Linked DNA regions of Danio rerio: region 2 is linked to region 1. Evidence: chromatin contacts called from public HiChIP or PLAC-seq data. All regions are on one chromosome and are shown on one strand. The core of a region is the stretch at or near the end of the contact, and the rest is flanking DNA. Distances in the headings are between cores, read along the strand shown.

Evidence for each region. HiChIP or PLAC-seq counts read pairs in DNA pulled down with a chosen protein or histone mark.
Region 2: a contact with region 1 is called in an H3K4me3 HiChIP or PLAC-seq map of embryo, with 4 times the contacts expected there. The contact joins the promoter of mrpl53 here to the promoter of zbtb10 in region 1. A contact is called at or near these places in 1 of 18 Hi-C or Micro-C datasets (caudal fin) and 1 of 4 datasets of contacts at active chromatin or transcription factors (embryo).

What each region holds. Positions count from the first base shown.
Region 1 is chr19:34,341,817-34,348,372 of GRCz12tu, forward strand. It overlaps zbtb10 (zinc finger and BTB domain containing 10), which reads right to left and starts at 4,215. Exons shown (of 4, transcript NM_001128539.1): 1 at 3,801-4,215. The coding sequence starts at 4,142.
Region 2 is chr19:34,608,523-34,615,078 of GRCz12tu, forward strand. mrpl53 (mitochondrial ribosomal protein L53) reads left to right here and starts at 3,230. Exons shown (of 3, transcript NM_001004653.1): 1 at 3,230-3,332. The coding sequence starts at 3,238. It also overlaps a transcript of hpca not described here.

The sequences.
Region 1 (6,556 bases), core at 2,965-5,464:
ATACAACCACCACCAATACCACTACCCTACTCCTGTGCAGTAGTTGAGGAGAGAGTCGTCTAAAGCTCTTCAGGCAATGTGTTGCCAACACCCATTATTCTATTGTACACTTCCAACGTGTTCCATTTACAGCAAGCCAACAATAGCCCCAAAATTTAAACACATAGCCTTCAGCAACAGAGAGCCGTGCCTTTATCACCTACCAGTGCCGCAGTGAGAATACACTACGCAAGTGGCATGTTAGGGGGACATTGTGCCTCAGACAACAGGAACGTTGGTTTTGTTTTCCTTGCGCATAGTCTTCCTGAGCCATCCCAGCCCCTGAGGCCAGCGCCTGGTCCCCTCATCCAGATGCATGAACAATGCAGCAGTGTGCTTGACCCAAGGTGTGGGAGGGGAATGCCAGAATCTGGGCCTCCCAACAAAGAGCAGGGCTCATCGATACAAAATTCCAGGGAATTCTCCCCCACCAGCACCAACAACAACAACGCCACCACAACAACCCCCCCTGACCCAATACACACATATCTCAGAGCGGCAGACAGCACTGGGGTGGAGACCCTCGTCTTCATTGGAGCTCACTAATAACTGGAAGAAAGGGCAAATAGTTTTAAGTCCAGACAGGAGAATGAGGCATCCCAGATACCCTGCTTTAGGGCTAATTAAATTACAGGAGCTTGATATGGACCAGTGAAGAAATTTAGCCCATTATGACGGACAGTCGCTGCACTGAAAAACATAATGGATCACAATTATGAAATTGGCTATTGGAGGATGTGGCCTACCAGAAAAGTCTCTCTCTACTCAGACAGCCTAATGTTCTGCACAGCCCACTTTAAGACAGATGCTATTCTTCCAAGATATTGTGGTCTTCCTGTCAGCTATCACACACTTTTTGACAAAAGTAAATCATAACTAGATAGATAGATAGATAGATAGATAGATAGATAGATAGATAGATAGATAGATAGATAGATAGATAGATAGATAGATAGATAGATAGATAGATAGATAGATAGATAGATAGATAGATAGATAGATAGATAGATAGAATTTGTCTATAGTATTTGGGATATTTACTAATGGATGGATGGATGGATGGAATTAGTATAGTATAGGAAAACAGACAAACATTTATAATTTGTCTATAGTACTTGGGATATTTAGTAATGATAGATAGATAGATAGATAGATAGATAGATAGATAGATAGATAGATAGATAGATAGATAGATAGATAGATAGATAGATAGATAGATAGATAGATAGATAGATAGATAGATAGATAGATAGATAGATAGATAGATAGATAGAATTTGTCTATAGTATTTGGGATATTTACTAATGGATGGATGGATGGATGGAATTAGTATAGTATAGGAAAACAGACAAACATTTATAATTTGTCTATAGTACTTGGGATATTTAGTAATGATAGATAGATAGATAGATAGATAGATAGATAGATAGATAGATAGATAGATAGATAGATAGATAGATAGATAGATAGATAGATAGATAGATAGATAGATAGATAGATAGATAGATAGATAGATAAGATAGATATAATTTGTCTATAGTATTTGGGATATTTACTAATGATGGATGGATGGATGGATGGATGGATGGATGGATGGATGGATGGATGGATGGATGGATGGATGGATGGATGGATGGGTGGGAGGATGGGTGGGAGGATGGATGGATCGTTGGGTGGATGGATGGATGGGTGGGTGGGTGGGTGGATTTAGTGTAGTATAGGAGAAACAAACATTTATAATTTGTCTATAGTATTTGGGATATTTACTAATGGATGGATGGATGGATGGATGGATGGATGGATGGAATTAGTATAGTATAGGAGAAACAGACAAACATTTATAATTTGTCTATAGTACTTGGGATAGATAGATAGATAGATAGATAGATAGATAGATAGATAGATAGATAGATAGATAGATAGATAGATAGATAGATAGATAGATAGATAGATAGATAGATAGATAGATAGATAGATAGACATCTTTAGTATTTGTCTATAGTATTTGGGATATTTACTAATGGATGGATGGATGGATGGATGGATGGATGGATGGATGGATGGATGGATGGATGGAATTAGCATAGTATAGGAGAAACAGACAAACATTTATAATTTGTCTATAGTATTTGGGATATTTAGTAATGATAGATAGATAGATAGATAGATAGATAGATAGATAGATAGATAGATAGATAGATAGATAGATAGATAGATAGATAGAATTTGTCTATAGTATTTGGGATATTTACTAATTAATGGATGGATGGATGGATGGAATTAGTATAGTATAGGAGAAACAGACAAACATTTTTAATTTGTCTATAGTACTTGGGATAGATAGATAGATAGATAGATAGATAGATAGATAGATAGATAGATAGATAGATAGATAGATAGATAGATAGATAGATCTACAGAGCTTTAATACGCACAATCGATGTCAGACAATATGCCAAGTTTTCTGTGCGATGTGTGTATTTTTGCACATTTATAACACATTCAACTCAATACAACAGAAACAGTACTGTGAAAAGGTTGACTGACAGAGGTCACTTCAAAGTGAGCGAACAGGAAAGTGTTACAGGGTTCAGATCTGCTGGAGCGTCTTAACCCCGTGTTGCTAGGGAGTCAGTGGTAATCTCCTCCTCCTTTCCTTCCTAATTAGTGAGGGGTATAAATTGAGTTAGTGGAACACTTTGTGTCACCCTGATTAGACAGACTGGACGTTATCATACCACGCAATCCTTAAGGGATTTCACAGGCAAACCAATAACACGGCATCTTCTGGGTGGAATTAAGTATTTGAATCAGTCATTCTGTGGCTTGATAGAGCACATGGAATCTGAAGCATTACAAATATTGATCAATAACAATTTATCTTAAACGACATCTCCTCCGGGTATAGAAGACAGAAGAAATATGAATCAAATTTCACTTTTGCAGTGCATTATACGAGCAAATGACCAATAGAACATTGTTCTGGTGTGATATGACTTCGAGTCTAATCTCATTCTGCTCATTGCAGTGGTCTGCACGTATCAGGCATTGCTGTCCTTACAGGCGACATAATTCACTCCAGTCCAATGTAGCAAATGACACACACTATCTATGGATCTTGGGGAGTCACCTAACACAATGCCTCTAATTTAGATGCCCTAAAAGGGGAGGGTGAGATGTGCCAGAGGTCACTTTTTACAGCGAGGGGGTTGGGAAGGGGTGCGGCTCCCCAAAGGTAGCAGGGTCAAGCCCTTGCCATTGTGTGACCTCTGTGGCAATCAGGTTAGTTACCCTGGTAACCAGGGTTGATAATTACAGTGCAACGCAGGAAACAGAGAGAACATTTTGAGTCACAATCTCACTTGCGGTCTGTTTAATAATTGATATCTCGTATTAAATCCTACACAATCACACAACGAATTCTTGTAAAAAAGGAAACAATATGGTTTCTGTAAGGCTTTAAATGAGCATATGACATCTAAGATAAATATTTATACTTTAAACGAGGCAGTCGAGGGTTTTAAGCTCCCCTCACGAATTGACAGCGCTGATCCAGTTAGCTCACACATGCTAACCTGCTACCTCCGACTTGAGTATAGCTAACATACTTGTTAGCTCGCTAAACCTCTTCGAAAACAACATTCCCACTCTAAAATAGGAATAAAAACGTCGACGTTTGTTAACGAAACACGGAACAACCCTTTTAAACTCGTCTTCGTCGGCGGTGCGAGTGTCCCCGTTATACCAGACTGCGAACGTACCTGTTTGGTCGGGTCATTCCTGCCGTGCTCCGAGGACAGGTGATGTCTCAGCAGCAAGGCCCGCTTGTAATTCCGACTGCCTTTTACCAACTCGTCGCTGTTGTTGGTGGCGATGTTATGGCACCAGGAGCAAGACATGAGTCCTGTTTCGTGGCTGAATCTGAGCCAGGGAAACTCCTCCAGCCAGCAGGCTTGGAAGAGCGAGTGTTTCTGCAGCAGCGTCTGAGGTCTCATCTCCAGCAGCGGCTTTCTCGCGGCCGTTTCTTCCGCCTCTCCCGTGCTCCCGTCCTCCCGGTTCACACCGTTGCCAGTCGCCTTCTTACAGCCCTCGGTTTTCAGCATTACGCTGTTTAAAACGCCCCTGTCATTATGTTTCCCCGCTGTCCAAGTGCCCCCTTCCGGGTCCTCGTCCTCCTCTGCCTCCGGCTCCGTGCTGTCGCTGACAGACCCCCCGCCCTCGACTTTCCCCAGCGATGGTCCTTTCGCCCCCAAATCCCGATCGTCCTCCTGATCCGGTCTGTTCCCGTTCAAATGTCGGTCTTGACAGGCCGGGGCCTCACAGCTGTTGCCGTTGCTGCCTCCTCCGACGGCGCTGGGACCGGTGACGGCTAATCCACCTCCTCGGAAAGCCAGCGACCTGCGGTTTCGCTCTCCGGACATTTTTCTAGAAATAAATTACAATCTTCACTTCCTCAACAAAACAAAAATCCGATCGCGGCTCTCGTAAATAAAGTATTCCGCATGAAATGAGCCGTTTTTCCGCGCTCCGGCCTCCTGGTGAGAGTATGTAGGTTATGCGGAAATAAATAGGGGTTTTAAAGGCATAATGAATTTCAGGGTTCTGTCTGCGTCCGCGCAGGCCCCGCAGAGGTCGAATGGCAACGACTTCCCCCACAATGCATCTCGGTCAGAGGGAGGAGGGGGGGCTCGTGTTAAAGGAAGATGGGGGTGACGCCGAACAGCCAGGGGTCTTTTGTGTCGATGACTGCACCCATTTTCCGCATGCTTTTTCATCTAAAGGGCTACACGTCTCGAACCAATAAGTCTTTGTATCCCTTTCACGCCCTCCCCGGCGCGTGACATTACAGCCGGCGCTCCATGTTTGTCGCGCGAGTCCCGATGATCAGGACAGGTGGGTCGCTGCTGACTCGCTGGAGTAAAAAGCTTCTCGCGATGAATGCATGCATAGGTGTATTTTCCAGGTGGTAATGGAGGTGGATGGTTAAATATACAAGTTTTGACACTGGTTGATTTTTAATACATATTTCATCACACAATTTGAAATATCTGGAAACTTTAATACTGCATTGTATTACAAATACAGATAGTTAAAATACATTATCGCAGCGAAGCTATATAAAATGCAAGAAAAGGCACTGTCACTGTCAAAATAGTTTTATGTTGTTGTCATGATTTTTTTATTCATCTATTCATTTTATCTCCAACTCGTACCATAATCACTCTCATCTTTAGGCTTAATCCCTGATTTACCAGGGGTCGCCACAGCGGAACGAACCGCCATATTTCATTTTAAAACTTAAAAAAATAAACTGAGACATGTCTATTTACAGTTTTACAACATCAAATTTAAGATCACATATGGTGTATTTGAAGGGCCATTTGAGATAAAAAAAAAAAAAACGACGAATATTTCCTTGATTGTTTAGATTAGAATATAGGCTACTTTCTGTAGGATTATTAAAGCCTGTCACCCAGTGGGTGGCGTCATTTCCTACACTACAAACATGATAACACGATTGACGATTTATAAGCGCATGCAGCTTCCTCTGGGCGTGTCCGGTTTGACTGTAGGTGAATTAAAAACTCCGAGCTCACCCTCATGGAGGAGCAGGACTTCATTTTTGTTAGCCCTGCTAATCATTACCATTATCATGTCGAAATTAGGATGGTAATTGTGTGTTATTCGCTGAAGATCTGGAAAAAATGGCTTGGATTACTAATTGCCAGAGTGTCCAATTTTCTTTTTTTCATAAGGAATACAAAATATTTTTAGTGTACATTAAAAAGAGCAATACCGGTAACCCTTTATCATTATCTCTGTCATTTATAGCTTCTGTTAAAGGGGTTAAAGTTGTAGCCTTTGCCAGAGTATTAAAAAAAATAAAGTTAAAATGATGTTTTAACATTGTGGTATAAATTCTGTAATACTTAAAAAAAGAGAATTTTCAACTTAATAAATGCATTTGACTATTTTTGTGTTTATTGTTTGATGTAGAAAACTAAAAAGGATTCAATACTTAATAAAGGTTGAAAAATAATAAAATTATGTTTCCATTACTTAAAAGCTCTGTTCAATTTTTACTGAATAATGGTAAAAATACAGCAGCAATGGTGGCGCAGTGGGTAGCACAATTGCCTCACAGCAAGAAGGTCCCTGGTTCAAGCCTTGGCTGGATCAGTTGGCGTTTCTGTGTGGAGTTTGCATGTTTTTCCCATGTTTTTGTAGGTTTCCTCCAGGTGGTTCGGTTTCCCCCACAAGTCCAAATACATGCACTCAAAATAAGCACATTTTTGGTTTGAGAAACCCAAAACTAAAAATTGTTACTTGAAAGTGCAAGTTGAGAACACGTAAAGTCTAATAGGACAAACTAAAATAAAATGAGTTTGAAACACTCAAAAGGCTGATGCTTCAATTTTTTTAAAGTAAAATGTACGAAGCATTTTTTGCAGTGTATGTCTCCAGATGTCACATTTTACGGTGTAATTTGTTGTTTGTTTATTTAATATTATTTATG
Region 2 (6,556 bases), core at 1,980-4,479, 270 kb after region 1:
TAACCCTTAAAGGTACACAAGTGTGCGCTAAAGGTACTAATGTCCACCTCTCTGGTACAAAAGTGTACCTTTTCAAAAGGTACCACCCCAGTGACAGGTTTTGTACCTTTATTTCTAAGGTGTAGTTTTATTTGAAGGAATCCTAAATTAAATAAAAGAGCCATTTGAAGCATATAATATATACAGTAATTGATTAACATTGATCTCAGAATTAATTTTAGGACAGTTATTGCTCACTGAGCGAGTAAACAAACTGCTTTTTTGCAAATAAAGCAGCCAACAGCCAAAGCATGGGTGCTTTTGCAAGATGGTGATCTCAAAACTCAAAGCACATGAAAATCTTCAAAATCGTCAAACTAATGTGAAGATTAAACTCTAAATCAAAGGTCTAACTTTATACACCTAAGATTACTTTTTATTGTTAACATAAATAATTAATTCAATCACACGCAAAGCATGCTGGGAACTACAAATGCCCTAACCAGGTAGTTGGGCTAACGCAATTCCTTCATGTTGTCCCAACACAAAACGCTTATGTTAACTTAATGCTTTACACATATAAGTGGACTGAACATAAAACAAAGAAGTTGGCCAAAGAAATTACAAGAATTGCGTTGTTTCAGCTCATTTTAAACAGGTAGTTTGAACAAGCAGCAGTTATCATATTTCAGTGTATTTGAGCTCCTCAATATGTCACTGTATGTCCCTGCTCCACTGATCAGTTTCAGCCTAATATCTCCTTTGATGTTCTGCTGAAGAACACATATTTTAAAAAATTTACGTTTAAGTCTGTTAAACAGATTTGTGGAATATTATGGAACTCTTTTGGAAATAAATAAATTAACTCAGAACAATTATGTCGAAGGTAAACCGTGTCGTACATGTATTATACTCTATACACTTGCGCCATCTGCTGGAGGTGTTTCACGTTTCATCAATAAAATGCTTTTTATTACAGTTTCTCTCAGTCGCTTTGGTGCATTTCTCACAACATTATTTACATTTGGACAGCATGTAATCCATTCCTCAAAACAATTAGTCATTTGTGCACATCATAGTAGTTTCCTTCCAACAAATTGCAAATGCTTTTGGACATGCATCAATTGCTTTTATACAACTCTCTGCTGTTTTGTAACATTATAATTGGCTTATGTCATGTCAGTCAAAATTAAGCAAATTTGTGAATGCTGAATAGTCATTCCATATAAAACTAATAGTACTCATTTCATTACTTGAGTCTTTGAATATAAAAATGTTGAACTAGTTCCCCACAGCTGCATAAATGAACGATAAAACATTGTTATAAATATATATTAAATATTAGGGCAAACATGTATAAACAAATATATGAAAATATTATATTAATAAAAAACTGACTATATATGTACGGAGAAAAAAACCTGCAAAAACCAAATAAATAAATACAAAAATACATGTAAATTAGTAAATAAATTAATAAATTCCTGCATAAATAAAACAAAAAATGTATTAATAAATATGCAAATATTTAAATAAATGAGTAAATTAAGCCATATATTTCAAATAAAATAAATAAATAAATGCACAAATATATAAATAAATGAGTAAATTAAGCTGTAAATTCCTGCATAAATAAAATAATAAATAAATAAGTGTGCAAATATAACTAAATGAGTAAATAAAGCTGTAAATTCCTGCGTAAATAAATAAATAAATATGGAAATATTTAAATAAATGAGTAAATAAAGCTGTAAATTCCTGCACGAATAAAATAATAAATAAATAAATATGCAAATATTTAAATAAATTAGTAAATTAAGCTGTAAATTCTTGAATAAATAAATAAATAAATAAATAAATAAATAAATATGCCAATATTTAAATAAATTAGTAAATTAAGCTGTAAATTCTTGCATAAATAAAATAATAAATAAATATGCAAATATTTAAATAAATTAGTAAATTAAGCTGTAAATTATTGAATAAATAAAACAATAAATAAATAAATATGCAAATATTTAAGTAAATTAGTAAATTAAGCGGTAAATTCTTTCATAAATAAAATAATAAATAAATATGCAAATATATAACTAAATGAGTAAATAAAGCCGTACATTCCTGCGTGAATAAAACAATAAATAAATAAATATGCAAATATTTAAATATATGAGTAAATAAAGCCATAAATTCCCGCCTGATTAAAATAATAAATAAATAAATATGCAAATATTTAAATGAATTAGTAAATTAAGCTGTAAATTTTTGCATAAATAAAATAATAAATAAATAAATAGGCAAATATACAAATAAATGAGTAAATAAAACTATAAATTCCTTCATAAATAAATGAACTAATAAATAAATAAATAAATAAATAAATTAATAATAAATAATAAAATGCAAATAAATAAATTTATGCGTATAAAAATGCACACATTCCTATAAGTAGGAATAAGTATATAAATACTTCATAGCACGGGCAGGTAAATAATTAAATAAATTATAGGAATGTTGGGGGAATAAGAAAATGCTAAACTAAAAAGTTTATTTTCCCTCCTTTCAAATGTTTATTCATTCTTGAGCTTAGTTTTTTTTCCTCAGGATTTTAATATACATTTATTTATTTACTTACATATGTATTTATCTGTTTTGTTTATTTATGCTGGAATTTATTGATTTGTTTACTCATTTATTTATTAAGCAATATTTGGGTATTTATTTATATTTATATAATATATAATGTTATACATGATATAACTTTACTTATAACATTATAGACTCATAATGTTTTGAGTGCAATATGTATCAGAAATTGTTATTGTATTATTTATGTATTGTATGTATGTATCTGTTTATTTATTTTAATTTACAGTCCATGCTTAAAAATGCTTTCACATCTCTTTACAAATTATTGTAATTCATATAAGGTATTTAATTAATAGGAAGTTTTTTTGAATATCAATAAAACAATTTAAATACATAAAGATTCAATAAAAAAAGCATTGACTATTTTTTTATTTATTCATTCATTCATTTATTTATTCATTATTTATTTATTTATTTATATGACGTAGTACAAATAATAAAGTAAAATGTTTTTAAATACGAAAATAAATTAAAAGTAATAAACTAATAAATAAAATCTAAATATATTTGACGAGTTTGAATGTATTACTATGTGAATATATATTACACAAAAATCTTCTAGACGAGCCGCATGCCTACGTCACGAGCAGGTGAAAGGTCACGTACAGAAAGATGGCGGCGTCCAAGAAGGCAGGAGTAGTATTGAAGACGGTTAAGCAAATCATTGTACAGTTTTGTCCTTTTGATAATAATGCTCGCTCCGCACGGTAAGAATTCTTCACATACGTTGATTTACGTCTCGTGATTATGGTTAACGTTGAACGAGTAACGTTATGTCTGGTAAAGTAAATCTTGTTCTTGAGCATGACTTTATCAGCTCTTCTGGTGCAGGTTATTCGTAACATTTCATATTGTTGCCTTCGCCACTGCCGAACTATTCTCCAAACCCGACGTTTGACTTGTCAAGTGAACGGTACTATACATCGATAATTCGGAATTATATGCAAATATATTTGTGGAAAGCTAACATGCTTATGATGTCGCATTGATAATATGAAGCTCATCATGATTCAACTGCATTCGTATAAAGTAAGAGGATAACGTTACGTTAATTCTTCCAAAAATGAACAGTCACCATTTACTTTACCTTCGCTGTTTGCATTTTTCTGTTTTGAACACAAAAGAAGATATTTTGAAGAATGCTGAAAACTTGTAAACATTGACATTTAAAGTATTTATTTTTGGTTACATAGTTATTGTTTTTCAGCTTTCTTCAGAATATCATTCTTGTGATGGACAGAGTAAAGAAACTCATAACAAAGATTTAAAACCACTTGAGGGTGAGTAAATAGTGAGTACAATTTCATTTTAGGATGAATTATCTGTATTGTAAAACCTCTGGCGTCCCTTTCTGAGTAATCCAAATAACTACAGCAGGCTAAGAGTGATCAGTCAAAAGAGTTTAACACTAATACATTTGTTATAATTATTGATAATTGCACAGTATACCAATTTTCATGATGCGTACACTTTCCTTCCACATGTTGATTATTTTTGTTGTTGAATAACTGATAAAAGATGACAAAATAACTGATGAAGGGATTATACAAAGAGTCTAAACCCCTATTATTATTTATTAATGAATGTAAAATTATCAGTGATTAAATAATTGTAAATTAATGAAATGTAAAGTATTTATCATGATTAATAAGGTAGATGCTGAGGTATGCTAAAGGACTTTTCAATTTGTCAGTTGCCTAAGTTAAGCGCTTTTGGGAAACTGTATGCCATTGCAAAAATCGGCACGTTTAAGGTCTGTTTTCTTTAAACATCAGCTATCTCCACTGGCTGAGTGATATCTGATATAAAGTGGGTCTCAGATTGTACTAGAGTCACTGCATTAAATTGCATTTCCTCCCGCCATGCCTTTATAATATGAGCATTTATTTTACCCCAGCATATTCAATAGAGCTTCAGCCCTAGCCTGCCGATTCTGACGGCCGCATGCGAGTAAACTGCTTTTTGTCTCATTTTATGCTTGAGCAACTAAATGAATGCCAAAACCTATTTAACTGATTGTATTTTAATTACATTACAATATTAATGCTGTAAAAGGAACCAGATAAAATGGAAAAAAGTCACATTAACCGTTCACCGGAAGTTTATCATTATGGGAAGAAACACTAGCTCTGCATATACCCTATAATAACGATTATACTCAAAGATCTTGGGAAGTTAGTTGAAATTTGGCCATTTCAAATAGGGTTGTACAATTAAGCAAATTAGTGAATGTCATGCACATCTTCGTAGGAAAGCACAGTTTTATGAAATCTCCACTGAAGGCCAGGGGGCGCTCTAATGTAGAATCTTCAAATACCCACAAAGAAGAAACCCAGAAACCCCCAAAGAAGTTGCACAATAATTGCTGCATCCGAAATGGCATGCTTCTCGTGTAGGTTCAGCATTTGAATTTAAACTTTAAAACTGTTGGAAGAGTATGTTTTATATAGTATGAATGTAAAGGATAGTAGTGCAATTAAAACATACTACATTCACCATTTAATTATCACACAATCTACTCGCATCAGTTGTGTTCCTTCATTCCTATGTATAAATTTTCTTGTGCTGACTTTTGGGATAGTAAAGTGTCCACCGAATGCACACTACTTTTCTGAGAACTTTTCGTCTGCTGTTTTTCAAATACTGTTAATTCAGCCATACTGCTGGACTTATGAAACTGAGGCCAGCTAGTGAAGTGCTGCGCAGGTAAACCTCACTCCTCTGACATTTAAAGGTGCTCTAATGACAGATGCTAGAGGCCATGGTCTTCGGACTCCCTGGTTGGATCCTAGATCAGAGCAGATTGGGTGGTGTAGGACCTGCTGGTTGCAGCCTGCAGATTAACTAACGTTAATGAGGATGTAACGTTGACTATCATCATTCGACCCCAAACAGCGAATTCGAATAATTAATATTAATGAATAATACACCTGCTCAATGAAAATCAGATGATTCACTATTAATAAATCTGACATAACTTGATCAGAAATTTAAAAAAGGGAGATTAAGCCATCAATAGAAAGTAATACCATGTCTTGCAGGTCCAATACTTTTTTTTTGTTCAGCTGCATTAGCGCTATAGTGGACCAGTGGTAATCACATTGCGTTACTAACGCCGTCTGACCCGTGTTCGAACCTCACCTGGAAAATTATGATTATTATTTTTTTTCATCTTTATTGTTAAGACATGTAATACTGTTAGGGCTTTTGAAAATTTGAATTTGTAAAGCAGCTGTTTTCTTGAAAAAGACGTGATAGTGTCACTAGAAACTGAACTGGAAATGATCTTATTTTAAAATAGACAGTCGTGAACTGAGGTGGGCCGGTCTGGCTTGAAACTCCAGGGCTGAAAATGAGTCCCACTCCGGCCCTGTCGAGAAGAGTTGCTCTTGCTGATCAAGAGACAAAGTCTCACAAGGTTTACTTCCAAAATGATTTTATTCTTTTCGAAGAATAAGTCTGACACTCACACAGGAACACCGGTTGCTGCAGAGTGTGATGCAAAAGCTAACCAGACACCAGGTTTTATCTTGCTTGCCCTGCTTCAAGACCCACTCCGTCACAGTTGACAGACAGCTCACTTTAGAGCATTCCTCCTTTAGAGGATCAAGATATGGCTCCTAGGAGTTAAACTTATTAAGTGCATATGTTTAAAAGCAGATGACCACCTTCTGAATGACCCTTCTTGTAATATGTTTTTGCACCATCTTTTCTTAGGAAGGCATATGGTTCTCACAGTTTTTCTGTAGTTTGGTGCATTTCTCACAACATTATTTACATTTGCACAACAGTTAATGCATTTTTCAAAACAATTAGTCATTTTTGCACATCATAGTAGTTTCCTTCCAACAAATTGCAAATGCTTTTGGACATGCATCAATTGCTTTCATACAACTCTCTGCTGTTTCTAACATTATCATTTGCTTATGTC